3 separate regions of the Mus musculus genome follow, and regions 1 and 3 are each linked to region 2. The links are chromatin contacts, called in public Hi-C and HiChIP or PLAC-seq maps. All regions are on one chromosome and are shown on one strand. The core of a region is the stretch at or near the end of the contact, and the rest is flanking DNA. Distances in the headings are between cores, read along the strand shown.

Region 1 (2,700 bases), core at 180-2,679, 610 kb before region 2:
GAATACTACAATATATAGAATTAAAAACACATTTTAAAAATATTTTTGAAAACGTGTCCCTTTACTGCCATGCCATGAAGCTTCATGTGTGTGTGTGTGTGTGTGTGTGTGTGTGTATGTGTGTGCATTCATGTGTGTGTGCATTCATGTGTATGTATGTGTATGCTTGTGTGCATGTATGTCGTGGATCTCTGTGTGTGTGTCTGTGTGTGTGTATCTATCTGTCTGTGTGTGTGTTTATCCTTGCATATGCATAGATTGCTAGAGCAATCCATACTGCTGTTCTTTAGCTCTTTCAGTATAATGATGTTTCAAAAAGTACAATGCCTCAAACATGCCAACCTTCTGAATTAATCTTTCCAACACACACACACACTCACACACACACACACACACCCTTACATCTGTTATAGGCTCAGAGATGGATAGAAACACTGTCCTCTGTTTTGATTCACCTGTCACAAAGTTCTTGACACAAGATTAAATATTGGTCATTAGATGAATTCTATTACTGACTACATTCTGGGCATTCTTGAGCCATAATCAGATCTCCCAGGGTTTCATTTAATTCAACATTAAATGGAAGAATTAACATGGAACTCATATTGATAAGGGAAATGAACAGCCTGGGGGGCCCTGTCAATACCTTAGCAAAGAGAAAAAGAAATCGCCGAAGGGCACTTTACTTTTGTCTGTTCACTGAATCAAACCAGCTCCGTGAAGACATGAAATTATGGCAGTCCAGACAGATAAACATGGACCCCTGAGACAGACCTGTCAAAGCCCGGAGCTCTGGAGCCATCCAGAGGGCTAAGAAGGGAAGGTTGTAAGATCTAAGGAATCTACCCAGGCTAAATGGTGAGACAGGACAGGCTCAGTCTGGAAAAAGCCACTGAGGGCTTAGGGCTTCCAGGAAGCTTGCAGTGGGGTTGGTGATATATTTACAGCCCGAGTCTCACTAGCAAACACCCCTGATATCATTGAATGACCCCGAATTACAAGAAAATAATTAAACAATAGCAGGAAGCCATGTCTTCCATTGCCTACTGAGGCATAAGATTAGGAAGAGACCCCATGAGAAAGCTAAGTCTCTGGGCCTCTCAACTCCAGATAAACAGAATCCAAGTGTCCAGCAAAATGTTAATGAGTTCTAATCTGCAAAGAGGTCTTGCCTGGGACCAAATAAATTTGCAAGTCCTGGCTATGCAACACAATGAAACTCTTCAGTAAAGACTCTCACAGACTATTTAGTGTGCTGCTCATGATAATTCCCCCAACGCAGTGTGGCATTTCCCAAACTCATTTAACTTGGGAATATTTTTTCTAATTCAGAGCCCCCATTAGCATTGGACGTTTGTGTATGGGTGCCTCTCAATTTGGAAAACAGTGGTGTAGGTCCATTTACATTTCAATGGATGCCTGCAGACAGCTCCCATTCTGTCGGTTTGGCATGAAAACCCCCAAGGAAGCTGACTCCTGACAGGATAGAGCATAGAAAGACCAGTGTGCCAGCCTAGGCAGAAAATGTCCGAATTGGCAAGCGTGTTCACAAATCTTTAGATCTGACAGTGCTCTGGTCATTTATGCTCAGTGCTCAGATCTGCAAAGAGCCAAGTCGGCCTGAGGGAAGTCATTGTCCTCAGAGGAACAACTGGGAAGGGAACTGAGCCTGGATTAGGCAGTAGGTGAGAAAGACCCTGTGGGTCGCTGTAGGTGGTAAACCTCAAAGAAAAAAAGAATGAAAGCCAGTGCAGATTGGCCTCCTGAACCTAGATCAGTCTTCTGTGGAGTCTAAGGCCAGGCCGTCATTGCCAACATATTTAAAGTACAGTATAATTAGACAACAATCCATCCAGTCCTAGGGGTACAATAAAACATTTTCCCTTTTTTTTTTTAAAAAATTAGATATTTTCTTTATTGACATTTCAAATGTTATCCCCTTTCCTTGTTTCCCCTCCGAAAATCCCCTATCCTCTCTCCCCTCCCCCTGCTCCCCAACCCACCCACTACCACTTCCTGGCCCTGGCATTACCCTACACAGGGGCATAGAACCTTCACAGGACCAAGGGCCTCTCTTCCCACTGATGACCTACTAGGCCATCCTCTGCTACATATGCAGCTAGAGCTATGAGTTCCACCATGTGTTTTCTTTGATTGGTGTTTTAGTCCCGGGGGAGCTCTGGAGGTACCTGGTTAGTTCATATTGTAGTTCCTCCTATAGGGCTGCAAACCCCTTCAGCTCCTTTGGGTACTTTCTCTAGCTCCTTCATTGGGAACTCTGTGCTCTGTACAATAAAACTTAAGGTATGACTAGATAGCAACTGCTTTACAAAGAACGTATGATTATGAAGGTGAGTTCTATAGCTAAAAGAGCTAGTATCTATTGAGGTCTCTACTGAGACAGCATAGAGGTCACCAGGCAAAAACATGCATAAGTCATCTCGCTGAAGGGATAGGTAATGGTCTGGGGATGGAAGAGTCTAAGACAATCATTTTGGGAAATTTGGGTGAGGTCTGCCTCTACAGGTAGCATAAAGGTCACTGGGTCATCAGCAAAATCACTCTCAGCTGTTTGGAAAGGAAAACAGGTATTTTATCACCTCCGTTGAGAAAAGGTCCTGTGTGTTTAACATTCCTAGTTCCCCTAGTGATCTGTGGGCACAAGGACTTTTGTACCTCTAACAAGTAGAGACAAGAGCC
Region 2 (2,700 bases), core at 113-2,612:
TTCCTTTCATCCAGAGGAGGTACATGGCAAAGCATCTTGGGAAGTGATTGTTTGGAGCCCAGCTTCTTTTTGGCATCTCTAGCCTCATCAGTGCTGATAATGACCACATGTTCAGAGGTGGAGAGGAGCCCATGGGATAGAGTTGGGCCTTCAGGATAGTTTGAATGGAGGCTGTAGGAACCAACAAGCAGGAGTGTAAAGACAATCGGGGTGTGTGTGCGTGTGTGTGTGTGTGTGTGTGTGTGTGTGTGTGTGTGTGTGTGTAGGGGATATACACAATCTTCATAATGCTGTGGTGTTTCACAGTGCCATGTCACAGGGAGGAGCTGGCCCAAGTAAGTCTCTTGAGCACCTTCAATCTAACACTCATCCATTCTAGACTTCAGAAAGAGCCAAACGAGTAGACAGGACCGGTGACAAGTTGGCTGCAAATGAGACAGTTCTTTGGAGGTGGGGCACAGAGACAGTATGATCTATATGCTTTTAACCAAATATGCTTTCTGCAAAGTGTGTGGCTGGACACAAGTATGGATGAGTAGGAGACCGCCCTCCCGGCAGGCATACCCAAGGCTGTGATCACTCAGTCTCTGCTTCAGTGTCACTCAACTGTGGAAGCATTTATATGAGCAGAGCAATAAAAAAGGGAAAGGGATGGAGAGGAAGAGAGACCTATAAAGATGATTAAGCTTGTTAAAATAAAGGCCGTTAATGGAATAAATGGCATTAGCACTAAGTGCAAATTGACAACATCTTTCTCAGGTCGAGAGAGTTGCTGGAATGATAATTCCACTATTGATTATATTTAATTATTAACGTTTCCCCTGCCCCCACCACCACCAAATGAAATGCAAACTAGTTTTCTGGATGACAGACTGCTATTAACTAATGCAGCTAAATAATCTTAATGACTATCATGCATGAAGAGAGAAATATTATTTGGCTCTTTATATTCAAACAATGAGAAAACTGTGACAAAACATGGTTTATATGAATGCATTAAAACATAAGACTGAAGCTCCAGAGAGAAAAATTCTACAACCTGAGCGTGACAACAAGCATGTGTGGAAGGCTGCTGCACACAGGTTCAAGGCACAAACTCCACCGGGTCCCCATTTCTGGTCTCTCCTCCCTCAGCCCCTCTCGCCTGTGTCTCAGGCTTTTGGGCAGGGAGGGAGGGGGCCCTAACTCACAGGAAGAATTGAGTGCTTAAGGGCTAAACTACAACCAGTCCCAAGGGGGTGTGCATTTTAAGGAAAAAGAAAACCTTGAAAGGAAAGTATACAAAGTATCTATCCCAGAACAAAGAGAACAGAGCACCAGGAGCCAGAGAGCCACTTGGAGTTGGCAGAGTGGAAAATCACTGGAGGTTAGCAGAGTTCCTTTGCCTCCTACAGTAGGCCATTGTCACTGGGACCTAGGAACAGGAGCCACATCTCTGCCTACAAGTTCAACCCACAAAGACATTGCTGTACTCATGTTAGCTCATGCCAGTGTAAAATGACCCTGATCTGGGCAAACAAGAGGCTTGAGGCCAAGACTGAACCCCTATGATTCCTTATTCCGTGGTCTACCAAAAATGCATTTTAAAGCTTAACCGAGAATATTTTGATTGGAGGCAGTCTTGGACCAATCACACAGACGGTCTAGAACCTCATGTTTGAGGCTAGACAAACAGCTCAGCAATTAAAAGAATTAACTGATCTTCCATAGGCCCCTGGTTCAATCCCAGGCAACCCGTGTGGGTGTGGTGGCTCACAGCAATTTGTAACTCCACTTCCAAAGCATCCAATGTCCTCTTCTGGCCTCATGTGAGCACAGCACACATGTGGCACTCAGGCATACATACAAGCAGGCAAACACCCATACATGTACAGTAACTTTAAAAATAAATGAATTGCATGTTCTGTCTTCTAAATAACTGTGGGAGTCCTTACCGTTCGTTTTCTTCAAACCTATGTGTTAGTGACTTCTGCCAGATCCAGCTCTGGCTGCAAACTCTGAGATGATGCCTGTTTCTCTAACTTTACTCAATTAGTTCCCTCAGCGTTTACCTGGTCTCACAGCCACACTCCACTAAGGAAATACAGGCAAGTGCCTGGTGGCAGGTGCCTCCTGCCTGCCTAGCCTGGCATTTATGCATCAATTCTCAGAGGCAGGTCCCTCTTCAGACTCTGGCTCGATGTGTCATTAATGTGTTTTCTCTAAGTAGCTCTGCAGGGAGTGCTGGGAGCCCAGGCTGCCAGCCCTCAGTTTGGGCCAAGCCCCTGCAAGAACAAACTGCCAGTGAGGCCCAGAGAAAACAGCAGAAGTTTTCTGGCTCCTGCTGAAATGCTGGCAGATAGAGAGCTGCTAGAATATGGCCCAGAAGCCTCAAAGGCAAAGGCCACTGGAGATCCATGCTCGTGTGCCCACCTATCCAGACTCCTCCCAGCCTAAACCATGAGCATCTTTATCTGGGATACATTCTGGGCTGGGACTGAAGGCAAGGAGGGAAGGGAACTGTGATCAGTGACAACCAGCTGGCATAGGTTTCCTTGAACCTCTGAAGGATCTCATGCGCTGTGGCCCTTCAGAGGATAAAAGACAGCAGACAGGAGAACTCTAATTTCTCATTCTTTGTATGATTGTTCATCAGAAGGGAAACAGAGGCTCTCTTTTCATCCAGCTTCATGCATTCATGCATGCAAGATCTTGTGCTTG
Region 3 (2,700 bases), core at 173-2,672, 560 kb before region 2:
AACTGTGCATCTGGTACTTTCAGATCACACTATGGAGAAAGGCTACCTTCAACAAGTGTGGAGCCAATGGTGATTGGCACATAAGGAATACAACACTCAGCGGAGACTGGCGCTCAGTGCAAGGGCTTCTTTAAGAGAGACAATGGCAAGTGCAAAGGTTACATGGTAAAACAATTATTTTGCCTTTAGAAGGAATAGCTGAGACTTGTGGCTCTTTAGGGAGTGCACACTGACTTCTTCCTTAAGCAGAGGTGGCTAATGGGCTAGGAAAAGAAAGAAGGCGATGCATTAGCCATAAGCTTCAGAGAAAAGCGCTTTCCGGTGAGGAACGTAAGAGCGATTACAAGACCATGTGGCCACTTTCCCTGGTTCTCACATGTCAGCTGGCCTTTAGGTCTGGTCTTCTCCCTAGTCATGGCAATCTCTCTTCCTCTCTCTCTGTTCTTAGCCCGCACAAATCTAAAGGTCCTGCCTCAGTTTACCTGCCCATCCCTTGGCTGTTAGCACTTTACTGATCAATTAAAACCCAATTGGGGACAAGGACCTTCAGCATTTGGACACACAGATTTCCAATTTTGAGGGTCGGATTAATTCAAAGCATTAGAAACAATCCCTAACAGCTGCAGTTTGGACTTTGGTGTTATAATTATTATGAAGTGTCTTCTGATTCAGTATTTTGTAAAACATGGTTCTCTATCATCTTTTGGTTGGTTAAGTAAAGAGTGGAACAGCCAATAGCTAACAGCTGAGCAGCAGAAGAAAAAGCAGGACTTCTGTGCAAGGAGGGGCAGAGGGGAGAGGAGAGGGGGAGGGGGAGGGGAAGAGAGAGGGTCTCAATTTTAATCATCCAAGGGTAACAACATCATAAGGTTCTTTTTCAATGAGGCCTGGAGAGAGGGTTCAGTGTTTGGGAGTACTGGCTGTCCTTGCCTAGTACCTGTGTTTTCTTCTCAGCACTAACACTGCTGCTTACAAATGCCTGTAAATCTAGTTCCAGGGGACCAAATTGCCTCTTCTAGCCATCAAAGGCACTGCACACACACAGTACACATACATGCAGATAAAACATTCAGACCAGATTCATAGAAGAAATATTTTTTGTGTGTTTGTTTGTTTGGTTGGTTGTTTGTTTTTGAGACAGGGTTTCTCTATATAGCCCTGGCTGTCCTGGAACACACTTTGTAGACCAGGCTGGCCTCAAACTCAGAAATCCACCTGCTTCTGCCTCCCAAGTGCTGGGATTAAAGGCATGTGCCAGTACCGGTTGTGAAATAAAAATTTTAAAGTTATTTTTTATAGAAATGGAAGGGATCATAAATTTTCTGAGTATCAGGGCTACCACCCATACAACTAATCACCCAGACTCCATGGTCTTTGTAAGAATTCAGTGTTGTAAGCTGGCCTTGTAAGCTGCTTGCATTCTAATGCTAATTTGGGCCTCAAAAGCTGGTTGCCCCAGAAACAAGAGAGTCTGCACATAGACACTAGCTAAGTGACCCTGTCCCCTGTTAATTGTGATTGGTAAATAAAGATTCCAATAGCCAATAACTGGGCAGAAGAGACTTAGTTGAGGTTTAGGTTTTGTGGGCTTGGGGAAGAGAACCAGGAAGAAGGAGGAAGAGGAGGAGGAGAAGGAGGAGGAGAGGAGGAAGAGAAAGGAGGAGGAGGAGGAGGAGGAGGAGGAGGAGGAAGAGGAGGAGGAGGAGGAAGAGGAAGAGGAAGAGGAGGAGGAGGAGAAGGAAGAGGAGGAGGAGGAAGAGGAGGAGGAGGAAGAGGAAGAGGAGGAGGAGGAGGAGGAGAAGGAAGAGGAGGAGGAGGAGGAAGAGGAAGAGGAAGAAGAAGAAGAAGAAGAAGAAGAAGAAGAAGAAGAAGAAGAAGAAGAAGAAGAAGAAGAAGAAGAAGAAGAAAAGAAGAAGAAGCAGCAGCAGCAAGAAGAAGCTACCAAGAGTTAGCTGAGGCATAAAAATGTAGCCCTGTGGGCTAACTTGTTGGAGTTAAGAGCAGCCCAGATGAAACCTAGTAAGTAGTAAGTAGTGATTCAGGGTTACTGATAGGAGAGTAGATTCAACAGAATGGAGGGTAGACAGCTGCCCAGTTACTGTGCTGGTTAAGGCTTACTGTAAATATAAATGCCGTGAGTGTGTTTTTAATCCTGGAATCCAATAACCAAGGAGGGGTGGAAACCCTGGGCCAGGATTTAAATAATTAATATTATAATTCAGTCCCCATACTTAATGTTTCACTTTCTAGTGCAGTCTACATGTACAGAGTCAGCAATATTCAGGATGAGTCTTCTTCTCCTATGTTCTCCCTGGAGCAACTCTACCTCCCATGTATTTTAATAGATGACATATAATGTCAGTTAGAGTCCAGTAAGGCCTACTACATTTGAGGCTTGAGTCTCTCTGAATCTTGCTGCTGTATTTCTGAATGGAGATCTGTGGGCCTGGCAGTTTGCCACTTCAAAAGCCTGCCGGTTCATTTGTCACTTCTAAGCAACAAATCAGTTCATCATTTGTTTGCCAAGGAAGGCAAAGCAAACAGGAGCAGTCATCGTCAGTACACAGACAGAATGCTAACCTGGTCTGTCTCGAACTTAGGAAGGTCATATGGGAGCTGGAACAATTTCTTCCTTGGCTGTTACGAAACACCTTACAAAGTCAACTTAAAGAAGGGAATGGTTCGTTGGGCCTGTGGTTC

Evidence for each region. Hi-C and Micro-C count contacts between places; a contact is called where the count stands out from the background. HiChIP or PLAC-seq counts read pairs in DNA pulled down with a chosen protein or histone mark.
Region 1: a Hi-C map of neural progenitor cells shows a contact between it and region 2, with 6 times the contacts expected there. The contact joins two enhancer-like sites. A contact is called at or near these places in 1 of 484 Hi-C or Micro-C datasets (neural progenitor cells) and 1 of 9 other capture datasets (embryonic stem cells).
Region 3: a contact with region 2 is called in an H3K27ac HiChIP or PLAC-seq map of stem cell-derived neural progenitor cells, with 2.3 times the contacts expected there. The contact joins two enhancer-like sites.

What each region holds. Positions count from the first base shown.
Region 1 is chr17:9,578,787-9,581,486 of GRCm38.p6, forward strand. No RefSeq gene overlaps it. Among named protein-coding and RNA genes, the nearest start is that of Gm51424, 3.8 kb to the left of the region's middle. Within about 2 kb of position 1,430, at least 54 of the 459 cell types and tissues checked have an H3K27ac peak or open chromatin away from gene starts, as enhancers often do. A contact at or near this core is called in neural progenitor cells, where this site is marked.
Region 2 is chr17:10,186,444-10,189,143 of GRCm38.p6, forward strand. No RefSeq gene overlaps it. Among named protein-coding and RNA genes, the nearest start is that of Gm34972, 42 kb to the left of the region's middle. Within about 2 kb of position 1,363, at least 28 of the 459 cell types and tissues checked have an H3K27ac peak or open chromatin away from gene starts, as enhancers often do. A contact at or near this core is called in neural progenitor cells and stem cell-derived neural progenitor cells, where this site is marked.
Region 3 is chr17:9,629,834-9,632,533 of GRCm38.p6, forward strand. No RefSeq gene overlaps it. Among named protein-coding and RNA genes, the nearest start is that of Pabpc6, 39 kb to the right of the region's middle. Within about 2 kb of position 1,423, at least 27 of the 459 cell types and tissues checked have an H3K27ac peak or open chromatin away from gene starts, as enhancers often do. A contact at or near this core is called in stem cell-derived neural progenitor cells, where this site is marked.